Linked DNA regions of Zea mays: all the other regions are linked to region 3. The links are chromatin contacts, called in public Hi-C maps. All regions are on one chromosome and are shown on one strand. Each heading gives the region's core, a stretch centred on a gene start, on an enhancer-like site or on the middle of the called end of the contact. The rest is flanking DNA. Distances are from core to core; before and after follow the strand shown. Region 1 has its middle 7.6 kb from the start of LOC103649556. Region 2 holds the start of LOC100284105 (seed maturation protein). Region 3 holds the start of LOC101202714 (GTP binding). Region 4 holds the start of LOC100194400.

What was found. A called contact is a pair of places that touch in the nucleus more often than the background predicts.
Region 1: a contact with region 3 is called in a Hi-C map of ear, with 1.7 times the contacts expected there. The contact joins the enhancer-like site here to the promoter of LOC101202714 in region 3. A contact is called at or near these places in 2 of 25 Hi-C or Micro-C datasets (ear and leaf).
Region 2: a Hi-C map of ear shows a contact between it and region 3, with 3 times the contacts expected there. The contact joins the promoter of LOC100284105 here to the promoter of LOC101202714 in region 3. A contact is called at or near these places in 5 of 25 Hi-C or Micro-C datasets (bundle sheath, ear, leaf and 1 more).
Region 4: a Hi-C map of leaf shows a contact between it and region 3, with 6 times the contacts expected there. The contact joins the promoter of LOC100194400 here to the promoter of LOC101202714 in region 3. A contact is called at or near these places in 3 of 25 Hi-C or Micro-C datasets (bundle sheath, leaf and tassel).

What each region holds. Positions count from the first base shown.
Region 1 is chr3:2,741,485-2,744,215 of Zm-B73-REFERENCE-NAM-5.0, reverse strand. No RefSeq gene overlaps it. Among protein-coding and RNA genes, the nearest start is that of LOC103649556, 7.6 kb to the left of the region's middle. Within about 2 kb of position 1,340, at least 18 of the 20 cell types and tissues checked have an H3K27ac peak or open chromatin away from gene starts, as enhancers often do. A contact at or near this core is called in ear and leaf, where this site is marked.
Region 2 is chr3:2,349,272-2,352,004 of Zm-B73-REFERENCE-NAM-5.0, reverse strand. It overlaps LOC100284105 (seed maturation protein), which reads left to right and starts at 1,362. Exons shown (of 5, transcript NM_001157002.2): 1 at 1,362-1,700; 2 at 2,677-2,733. The coding sequence starts at 1,409.
Region 3 is chr3:2,503,135-2,505,834 of Zm-B73-REFERENCE-NAM-5.0, reverse strand. LOC101202714 (GTP binding) reads left to right here and starts at 1,289. Exons shown (of 9, transcript NM_001279466.1): 1 at 1,289-1,670; 2 at 2,363-2,454. The coding sequence starts at 1,318. LOC111589237 reads left to right here. Exons shown (of 9, transcript NM_001368673.1): 9 at 11-866. The coding sequence ends at 325.
Region 4 is chr3:2,275,952-2,278,651 of Zm-B73-REFERENCE-NAM-5.0, reverse strand. It overlaps LOC100194400, which reads left to right and starts at 1,385. Exons shown (of 1, transcript NM_001139429.2): 1 at 1,385-2,700. The coding sequence starts at 1,410. The coding sequence ends at 2,543.

The sequences.
Region 1 (2,731 bases), core at 91-2,590, 240 kb before region 3:
ACAGAATTTAACACAGGTAAACAGCCTCAACAAAGAGATTTAATTAGGCACAAATAATATCAATGCTGAAAATGATAATACACTAAAACCCAGACTGTCACGTTGTCTCACTACACCGCTATCATCATCGAGCACACAAATCCGCCCATAACAGTGCAATCACACCCAAGTATTTAATACTAGCAGATTGTACAAAATTAAATAGTAAATAAAGTGAGACAACGAATAACTCACAGCACGTAGATTGTCTACGTGGGAAGACCAGCTCAGCGAACACAAGGTTCTGTCCCAGAAAACCAATTCCGCCGCCCACGTCCGGGCCTGCACGGCGGGAGGTTGACGGAGATACTAGAGCCGCTGCCGGAGCCGAGGGAGACGTCCACGGCACCAGCCCGAGAAGACGAACACCGTGCAGCAGGGAGCCCAGGCACCAGGCCACGGTGGACAATAATCAGAACAAACAGAACACCACACAGGTGCACTGGTGAGACAACGGAGCGCAGGAGAACCTCACTGCGCACAAGCAGTGCCACCTCCACCTTCTTCCACTAGCAGGATTAACACCAGAACACCAAGAATCGAAGGAATCGATCCAAATCGTGACTGGAACCGAGAGGAGGAATAGGAACAGAGAGCTAGCGATTTTTGGCGAGGTGCTGAGCAGGGAGCAGATCTCCATAGTTATGGAGTCGAACGAGAGGAGGTTGCGCAGCGGACGGCCAGAAATTCGCGAGCGCCGAAAAACCAGGCTGCAGCGCGCCGCCGCTAGGAAAGTCAACTTCCTTTTCGCTACATCCTCTCTGCCTCTCACGGCATCACCTCTCCGTGCCCTAGGAAACATCCTCCTCAAAGGGCTGCTCGGCCAGCCTTTCTTCCAACCGGCTGGGTTGGGCTGCTTGGCCTTAGGCCTTGTAGCGGCCCAGCCTGGCTGGCCTCTTTTTTTTAATAAGGTGAAAACACATAATCGGATAGCAAAAATTAGTCCATAGAAACTAGACACCCTCTTATTATGATTTTTTTGCTCCTCGTTATATTACGTAATTGTGATTTTACCCTTGTTCATGGTTGTGCTCATACATAATTAAAAGGAATGTAATTTAGACCTTTTACACATTTGTTTTCACATTTTTATTTTTTATAGCTAATTCGTATTTTTACTACCGGTGTTGAGAGGGGGGGCAAAACGGCAGCTTCTTTTTAAAATAGAAGGGCAAAATTACAAAGTTGAAAAATAAAAGTAAAGTCAAACACTTACAATAGCAGCGAAGGGTATAAGGCTGTCCGCAGTAGCAACTGCTCGCCCTACGCTACTGAACGATAGCATAACGCGAGGACGAAAAGGAGCTGGAGTAGAAACCCGGAAACGCTATATCTCGTTCTGTTTTTGCCAGAACGAGAGGCAGGCGGAGAGCAGTACAGCACACACGCTATCTACTGTTTGGTACTGATTGGATAGTAGGGTAGAGAATGGAAAAGAAATTAAAAAAATGATATAATATATGATAGTTGAGATATAGAGTAAATATGACTGCGGGATATTATAGTATAGATTAAAGAATTTTGCTGACAAGTATAATATTTTTTGTACGGAAGAAATTTAGAGCTGTATGAACGTGGATAGTCTAATCACTGTATATCAAAGAATCAAGATACATTGCCTCGAAAAAAAGAATCAAGATACAGACTCGAAGGAAAAAAAAAATCGCAACTCTCGCCAACGGGGAGTTGGCCCGCTCCGTTAGAGCTTTCTCTTGGTTGGGCCTAGGACGGGAAATGGATGGTCGTGTTATTGGGCTGAACTATTGCTGGGCTCGTCGGCCACGAGGCTTTGCGGTTCCATGGGCAACAGCCAATAGAGGAATACGGGCACTCTCACAGGCCTGTTCGGCCGGTAGCCCATCTCCAGGAATTCCTATACTTATATCTCCAGGAATATAAATAACCATACAAGAAAAATCAAATGAAAATTAGTAAATATGTTTATTAGATTTCCATAGTCAAATAAACATAATTTGCTATGGGTAACGGTACAAAAACGAAAAAAATGGGAAAAAATATGTTCCAACTATGCTGTGGCCCATTGTTTATTTTTTTTCCAGGGAGTGAACGAACTCACAATAACTCAGTGATAGTGTTTCCATATCTCGCTGCAAAAACCAAGAATAGTTCGTGCCAAAAGTTCTAAAGATTCCTCGTGATATAAATGAGGATCATTCATTAAACATGTGAGTCCCCACCCCCACCCCCTCCTTTTTTTGCTTTGTTATTTTTCTTCTAATCTAATAGTATTCTATTTCTGCATTTTAGCGGCAATGATTATAATCTACGATAAAAAGAACTCAGGAGCCTGAACCAATGGGTGGAGCCATAAAAGGCAGCAGCGAACCTGAGCAGGCAATACCTGTTTCAGGTTGATTTGATGTTCTCCATGCCAGACTACTGAGAACTGAGCTGAACAGTGGTTATTTTTTTAGCCTGGAGCTACCCTAGCCTGTTGTCCGATCTTCAGTTAGCAGAGACCACAGAGCTCGCATGCTCGGTGGTGCTCGCATGCTTCGCTCCACTCCTAGCTGCTCCCCCTTCAACACATATCTCCATGCACGTGTTCGACGACCGGCTGCTGTCAGTTTTGTTTGGTCATCATGCATGAGCATGGCCGCTCAGGAACTAATCATGGCCATCTCTCCCTGTGCTGTGCTCCAGTGAGTCCAGGCATCACCATCATGGACTG
Region 2 (2,733 bases), core at 113-2,612, 150 kb after region 3:
CGTCATCGACTCGAAAGATAATAGTTTTCACTTTAAGATATGTATTGATTTAAAACCCTGATGTGAACGAGTTCGACAATTTTGTAACAACTAGCACAGGCCTAAGGGATACACGTCTCGGTGCCCCCCCCACCTCTCTTACATTATCCTTGGTCTTCACCTCCACCTCCACCTATCGAACATCAGATATGCAAATTCATCATCATTTACTTGTTGTTAGTTATATTATGGTGTAACTCAGCAAATATCATTTGTACAAGTATATTAGACCCCTCTAGCTACTTTGCCGACGTAGGAACGAGATGACGGGTTAGACTTTGTCGAAGCCCTTTTCACTAGTGGAGGTATCGACCATCACTCGCCGTTGTACCCCGTTGGTAATCGGCGATAGTGAGTTTCCATTTTATGTGCTGTGATACCTGAGACTTTTTGTGTCTTATGACTATGTATGAGATGTTGGGATATTGACTCCTATTATGACTGGATAAGATGTTGTGTCTTATGACTATGGATGAGACTTTTGTGATGTAATTGATGAGACTATGGATTTAATTGTTGTTATGTGATTGTGTGTGAGATGTTTTATGTGAAAATATGTTGTGCTATATCTATTGATATATTTGTTATGTTGTGGAATGCAGTGTAAAATGAAAATAAACAACATTTATAATGCTGGTCAAATTAACTTACTAGAGGCTTACTGGGTCTCTAGGAAGTTAGCCAACTAACTTTCTACGACTTACTGTAGCCCCTAGGAAGTTAGTTAGCTGACGGCGAATCTACTAACTTCCGAGAGGGGCCGCTAGCTAACTTTCTAGAGGGCTATAGGAAGTTAAGCTAACTTCCGACAAAAAAATTTCGAGAGTCAAACTTCCGACGATATCGTTTTACTTTTGAGGGTTTAGCTAACTTGCTAGGATTTATAGCTAACTTCCTAGAGTTTAGGCTCTAGGAAGTTAACTGGTTCTGTGTAGTGAGAGATATAAATAATAATTAGTTGATCTATTAGCTGATATATTATAAACCTTTCAGCTAATTTTAGCTGCTAAGTACTAGTTTCATAGGTTTGGAAAATGACACCATAAGAAAAATAGAACATTGTGACTTATTGTTAAGACACACGGGTCCTGATATGTTTTTGCCCTCTATTCAAAGTCGAACAAATCTGTGTACACCAAGCGATTACTCTCTCTGATTCAAAAGCACTCCGCCGCCGTCCAGCCGGAACCAAACCCCACTGGCTCCATTCCCCACCGTCCAATCCAAATCTGACGTCCCCGACCTCCCCATCAGCCCTAAACCCCTAGCGCGCCTATAAAATTCCCAGCGCACAAGGGGAAGACCAGATCTCCCCCATTTCTCCTCCACGCCGCCCCCTCCGCATTTCCCGTGCTCCTCTCGTTCCGGCATGGCGGAGCAGACGCAGCCACAAGGGGAAGGCGGCGCTAGCCCCAAGCACGAGTCCCTGATGGAGAAGCTCGCCGACAAGCTCCACGTCGGCGGCGGCAAGGCCGACTCCTCCTCCTCCTCGGACTCCGACAGTGACGAGCGGCCCCGCCCCTCGGCACCGCCTGCCGACGAGCTCAAGCAGCCCTCCTTCTCCGACGCCGCCGCCACGGCGGCCGCCGAGGCCAAAGCCAAGGTGTTCCGCCTTTTCGGCCGCGAGCAGCCCATCCACAAGGCCCTCGGTGGCGGCAAGCGTATGGTTCTGTTTCCCACGCTCCCGATGCTGCTTGCTATTAGGCTTGAGATTTCTAGATCGGATCTGGGTGGGCCTCGGTGCTCGGGTTGCGGGCTACTAGATCTGACTGCTGGAGTACGTTTTATGGAATGCGCTAGCTAGGGTGTTAAGAACGAACTGGCCGTTTGGATCACAGATTGGGATCTTGCCTGCTTTGACAAATGGAGGCGACTAGTATGCTTGATCACTCTAACGCTTGCTTCAAATTTGATCAATCCAAGTCAGTGCACTTGGGTACTTATCTGAACTGTATGCTGCTAATATTTCTCAATGTTAAGCTTGTCCGAACTGAGGCACGCAACATTTTTACAGTGTCTGGTCTGCCAGACGAATACTGATGCCGTTTCGGTAACAGTCATACTGCTACTGACTGCTTGAGTAACCTTTAAACAATACTGCAAACCACTTGAATTCATGTGGTCTGTCGGTGTTTAACATGGTTGGAACCAATTGCTTATCCGCTTAGGGATGCTTTGTCGTGACTGCAAGCACATTTCAGGGGTGTTATGTATTTTTGTATCAGATCAATGCTGAAGGGCCCTTATGGTTGTTTTGTGCTAAGATTATGAAAATATAAAGTTTTAAAATTTATTTGTAAAAGAAACATCTAGTAGACTTCATGTTATGTTTCTCTCAATAAATGGCATTTCATTGGAGCTGTTTGGTACTACATTATCTACACTGAAATGGAAGGTCTTTCTTTGGAGAAATTGTGATGCTTGGGTTGTGTTTTTGTGCCTGATTATACATGTCTTTAATGTAAACAAATGACAACCAGCACACTATAACCTCATTGGTTTGTGTCTACAGCTGGTACTCTTGTCTTAAAACTGATGATTGATAAACTTGATCGATGTAATGAGAATTGTGAGACCTAAATACCTTATCGTCTGTCATTGTACCCACAATACTCATTACCGTTCTCTATTTTGTAGCTGCTGATGTGTTCTTGTGGAGGAACAAGAACATCTCTGCTGGAGTACTTGGTGGTG
Region 3 (2,700 bases), core at 40-2,539:
TGTGCTCTAGGTTATGAGCAGACATTCCTGGAAAGATTCAGCTACTCAGCCAAAAGTCAAGTACTTCACTCAAGTGAAGGCACGACCACCAACATTTGTTGCCTTCATGAGTGGGAAGACTCAGCTTTCTGATACAGATACTAGGTTCTTGACAAAGTCCCTCAAGGAAGATTTCGACATCGGGGGAATACCGATACGGATCATACAACGTTCTGTTCCAAGAAAAGCTTATGCTAAGCGCAACAACACAAGGAACACTGGCCCTAGGGTTGTCAGGATGAAAACAGACAAACGGACAGCGGTATCTGACCCAGCCCTGTCATAGAGGGTGAGCACCAGTATCAGCCGCCTAACCTGAAGAAGGGAGGTCATGTTTCGCGTTTGAGCTATATATATATGCTTCTCATGGGGAAACGGGAAGTGAATGTTTTTCTGACTCGGGAAGTTATACAAAGCTATGAGCTAGCCGGTCCGGCTGCCTGCACCGCATGCTCAAGAAGAAGAATGACTGTAAGAAACAAGCCCAGCAATTCGAAGGACAGCATCACTTCTCAACATTGGGTGCAAGGTGGTATTGATGAGCGTCAAGCACTCAAGTTCACCCCAGAACTCCAGATCAGATGAAGAGGTGTTTTTTTTTTCTTGCATCCCTCATGTTTATACATTTTTTTTACGAAAAATATATTAGAATGATCTCTGGTGGTAGTGTTGGAGTTGGAGGCTTACTGATCATCGTGCACCCGTCAGGTCAGAGAGCAACTGCAAGCCTACACGACACAGGAGCCCCTTTATTTTTCTTTCCTCTTAAGGCAAGGCAACTCCTGTTTGTAGGGGAATCGTTATGGTTCTGCTTCTGATTGCTCCTAGTTCTTCCATCATTTTCGTGTTCAAAGAGAAGGCTCCCAGAAAATAAAATAACGATTGCTATGAAAAAAAAGAGAAGGCTCGCAGCTGCTCTACCTGAATAGTTTCACCTGAAGCATTTGCCGGTCAATTTTGTCCGTTGATGTCGGATAGCCGATCGGATATTCAGGTGTTTCATCGACACGCAAATCGGGCAATGGTGGTGGAATCGGATAAGCGCGCGTGCGCGGTGGAGCATTGCCGGCGTGGCCCATCCCCGTGCACTGCACGGTGAGCACGGTAGCAGAAGTCCCTCGCATAGGGAACGCACCCGGGCCCGGGCCTCCCTCCCACAGGTTGCAAAGCTCAGATCCCATCCCCCACCACCAAAACCTAACAAAAAGGCACGCCCCACCCAGTCCAGTCCCCACCAAGCAGGCGCCACCCGTTCGGTCCGTACAGGAGGGGTCCACCATGCCGTGCTCCTCTTCGTCGTCCAACCCCTTCCACTCCCTCGCCTCCGCCTTCCCCTTCCTCTCCTCCACATCCCCACCCCCATCCCCACCCGCCTCGCCCGCGCCCGCCGCTCCCCACCTCGCCGTCCCGCTCCTCCTCCCCGTCTCCTCGGCTTCCGAGTCCCGCCGCGGGGCGCAGCCGCTGCCGGGCACGCGGATGGTCGGCGCGGGCGCGACCGGCGGGGGTAACATGGCCAGCGGTGGTGGGGGGCCCGCGTTCGTGGGCCAGGTGTTCACCATGCTCGACCCATCCGGGAACGGGCTCATGGCCGTTACCACACGCTTCGAGCTCCCGCGCTTCCTCACCAACAGGTAATAGCTGCCCCGATCGGTGCCCTGCACTCTGCCGTGTTGATTTCCACACTGGGCCGCTGCCGCTGCTCTATGGATAGGATTGCAACACAGCTGAGCTGTACCTCTGAGGCTCCACCAAACGTTATGCTTCCAGTGGCGAGTGCGAATGTGGGGTTGGCCTGCACCTCTGTATCTTGTTTACGCTGCAAATTATACGAAGGGCCTATTTTGTTGCATAATCCGCGCGAAAATTTGGAACCAATTTGACTCTTGTCATCTGAGATGGTAAATACACACGTCATGATAATTTTGTGATTGGATGTAATATGCTAATCGACCCAGCAATGTGGGACGTCGCCATTCCACGCCTCTACGAAATTGTCTCAGTATGCTGGTCGGCGAAGATTTGGTGGTAGTTTTCTTGTGTAGATTGTGAGTGCATGCATGGGGAAGTATATGGTTACTGCATTGAGCGTTTTGTGTCTATTGTTTGTAATCGATTTGAAGGAATTTGTCTAAGATAAAGTAGACTGAAGGAATGTAGCATTGAAAACTTCTCATTTCATTGTTCCCATGGGTTGGCCTGCAATTTGTTACTTGGACATTCTCGAAGTTGACTGCAGCATATATTATATCTGTAGCTGAGCTAATGTTTTAGCCGCTCGCCTGATCCTGCTAAATTGGCATTTTGAAATCTGTTCTTGTTTCAGGACTCCTATGTGGTTCAAAAGGATGCTATCACCGTCGAAGAAGACTGAAAATAGTCCAGTATTTAGGTTTTTTATGGATCTGAATGATGCAGGTAATGCTGTCTCTATACCTTTTGTTGTTCTTCTCTGTTTGATGCTTGTGACCTTAGCTGTTATTTAAAGTCTGTTCAAACCATTCAGTCAGGGACAATAAAAATTTCCTGAATCCAGTTCTCGTCTTTGGATTTCTAGGTCAATAAATGTCCTGAACCCAAACCTGAGTGCAAAGCATCCCTATCTTTTGGAACCGCTAAACATGTATAGTTAATTCTGAAATGGACTGTGACCAGCTCTGGCAA
Region 4 (2,700 bases), core at 136-2,635, 230 kb after region 3:
TTGGTAATAAACTTCCAACTCATCAGGATCGGTGAGTAGCTAGCACGGTCATATGGTGTATTAACTCTCTCCTAGCTCAAGTACTTGTTCTAGCTAGCATGTCACACCCGGGTTTTAGGGGCACCAAGACCCGGACGCGAACATAATCACCAGGTGTGCTAGGACCAAGTCTCACACATATGATGAATCATGGCACAGGATCGAATGTCACATCTTTACTACATAACAGGAGTTCTATACAAAATAAATAAATAATTACATATAAGGAGACAACGGTCCAGCAACCCAAAGTTGACTGGGAGACGACAGCCTAGACCTCTCACGAACACATCGCAGCATCCTCCAAGCGCCTCATCCTGCGGTACCTGTTCTTGACCTGTGGGGGTGTGAGACAGCAAGAGTGAGCTCACATACGTTCATCGCTCAACAAGTTGTGGGGAATAATGTGTATGAACTCGTCAAAGGTGGGAGCTCATGTGAAGTGTAAGGCTTACCAAAGAGGATGGCTGAAGCTGAGCATTGCTTTTAAAGTTGGTTAAAATTTTATTAGCCATTACTAAGTATAAGTAAATACCAACCCAATTAAATAGTAGAACAGAAGTAACAACATCACCTGCGATGCAATGCATATGACAAATTGAATTTAAGTTCCATAGATTAATCATGTGAGTGTCTGAGCTGCTCATGACCGTGAGCACGGCTAGTATACCAGTTTTACACTCTGCAGAGGTTGCACATATTTACCCACAAGTCATGTTACCCATCTGCCAAGGGATCGCGACTTCCCATACACCTCTACCGAGGAGGCGAGGCAGGGTAACACTACGAGGCCTTTACAAAGTTCCACTAGCTTCAGAAAACCCGCTACAGTTTATAGGAAATTGGCGAGGCAGTTTAAAGAAAAGCGTAGGATATTACACTTATACAGCCAAAACCTCTGTATAATTATAGTTATATCAGCACAGCCGGCCTTCAACCTTTGTTTTTCATCTTCTCCCTTTGTCCTAAAAGCGGGGCCACTTTTAGTTTTTATTTATTTATTCATTTATACAGGGAATGCATGACATATATGCTAGCGAAAAGACAGAACAGTCCGTGCGAGGGGCTAGCAATGGCCAAGACTAGCGTGCACGAGGGATCTCTGTCAGATTGCGATTATTCGTAACCCAGGATGATCGGCAGTGGTCGTCCTCTCTCTCTCTCTCTCTCTCTCTCTCCATCCACGGCCACCCACGTACACGTGGTGAGCAGCTTTTGCTCCCGTTTCCTAGTGCGCGGACGGACGCGCACACCACTCAGCGCCCGAAGAGCCAGCCCTTCCAATTCAAAACGCTTCCCGCTATATATAACCAGTTAACCACCACCACCAGTCCATCAGTCTTGTCCGACACCACACTCGCCGTCCCGCAATGAACTACGGCGGCGGCAGCAGGAGCAGCAGCCGGCTCCGGGACCGGCTGGCCCGGATGTTCCGCCCGAGCGCGCTGCTCCGCTCCACCTGCAACACGGCCGCCGCCGCGTCCTCCTGCTCCTCCTCGTCTCCCGCGTCCACGGCCAAGCCTCCGCCTCCGCCTGTGGCTGCGGCGGCCTCCGCGTGCTCCTCCAGCCGCGCGCTGCTCGGCGCCGTCGTCGACGGGGACTCGTCGTTCCTCGCCTCCTCGCGGCGCGACCTGGCCGTCGCCGGCCGCGCCGAGTCCTTCTCCGCCGCCGTCGACCGCCGCCGCCGCAGCCGCAGCAGCCTGGACGCGGCGCCGCCGCCCTCCCGCTTCTCTGTCGACGCGCCGGCGGCTCTGGCGGAGACGGGCCGGGACAAGGAGGAGAAGAAGAAGAAGAAGAAGAGCCCGCGCGACGACGACGACGACGAGCACCGGCTCGGTGTCGGTGGCAGCAGCAAGAACGACAGCAGGATGAAGCTGCTGCTGTCCAACCCCTACGGCTTCAGCAGCTCCGACGACACCGACGTCTTCAGCAGCGACGGCGAGGACGACGACCGCGCCGCCGGCCGCGGCAGCAAGAGGCCGGGCGAGTCGGCGGCGGAGACCTTCTTCTCCTCGTCGCGAAGCTTCTCGTCGGACTCCTCCGAGTTCTACACCAATAATAAGAAGCAGCACAAGAAGAAGACGGCGACGAAGGCGAAGGCGAAGGCGAAGGGAATGGCAAAGGCAAAACCCCCTGCAGCAGCACCCTCCGACCGCAGTAGCAAGGCTCCGGCATCGTCGTCCCGCCGCCGTCCCCAGTACCACCGGCGCGCGGCGAGCAGCTGCGACACGTGCGGCGTGCGCGACGGGTTCCGGCCCGTGGTGGTGGTGTCGGCGGCGGCGGAGGAGCAGGTGCGCAGGGGGTTCGCGGTGGTGAAGCGGTCGCGGGACCCGTACGGCGACTTCCGGTCCTCCATGGTGGAGATGATCGTGGGGCGGCAGCTGCTGGGCGCGCCGGACATGGAGCGCCTGCTGCGGTCGTACCTGTCCCTGAACGCGCCGCGCCACCACCCCGTCATCCTGCAGGCCTTCTCCGACATCTGGGTAGTCGTCCACGGCGGCTAGGTACCTAGCTAGCTAGCCTTCACGTGCACCGGCCGGATCGGTCCGGCTAGCTAGCTGTGCCGGACCATGCGCCTGCAACTTCGTCCGCCATCGTCGTCTCGTCGCCAATAAGCCTGCTGTCCTGTCCATGCATGTTCATGCGCGATTAACCTGCCTT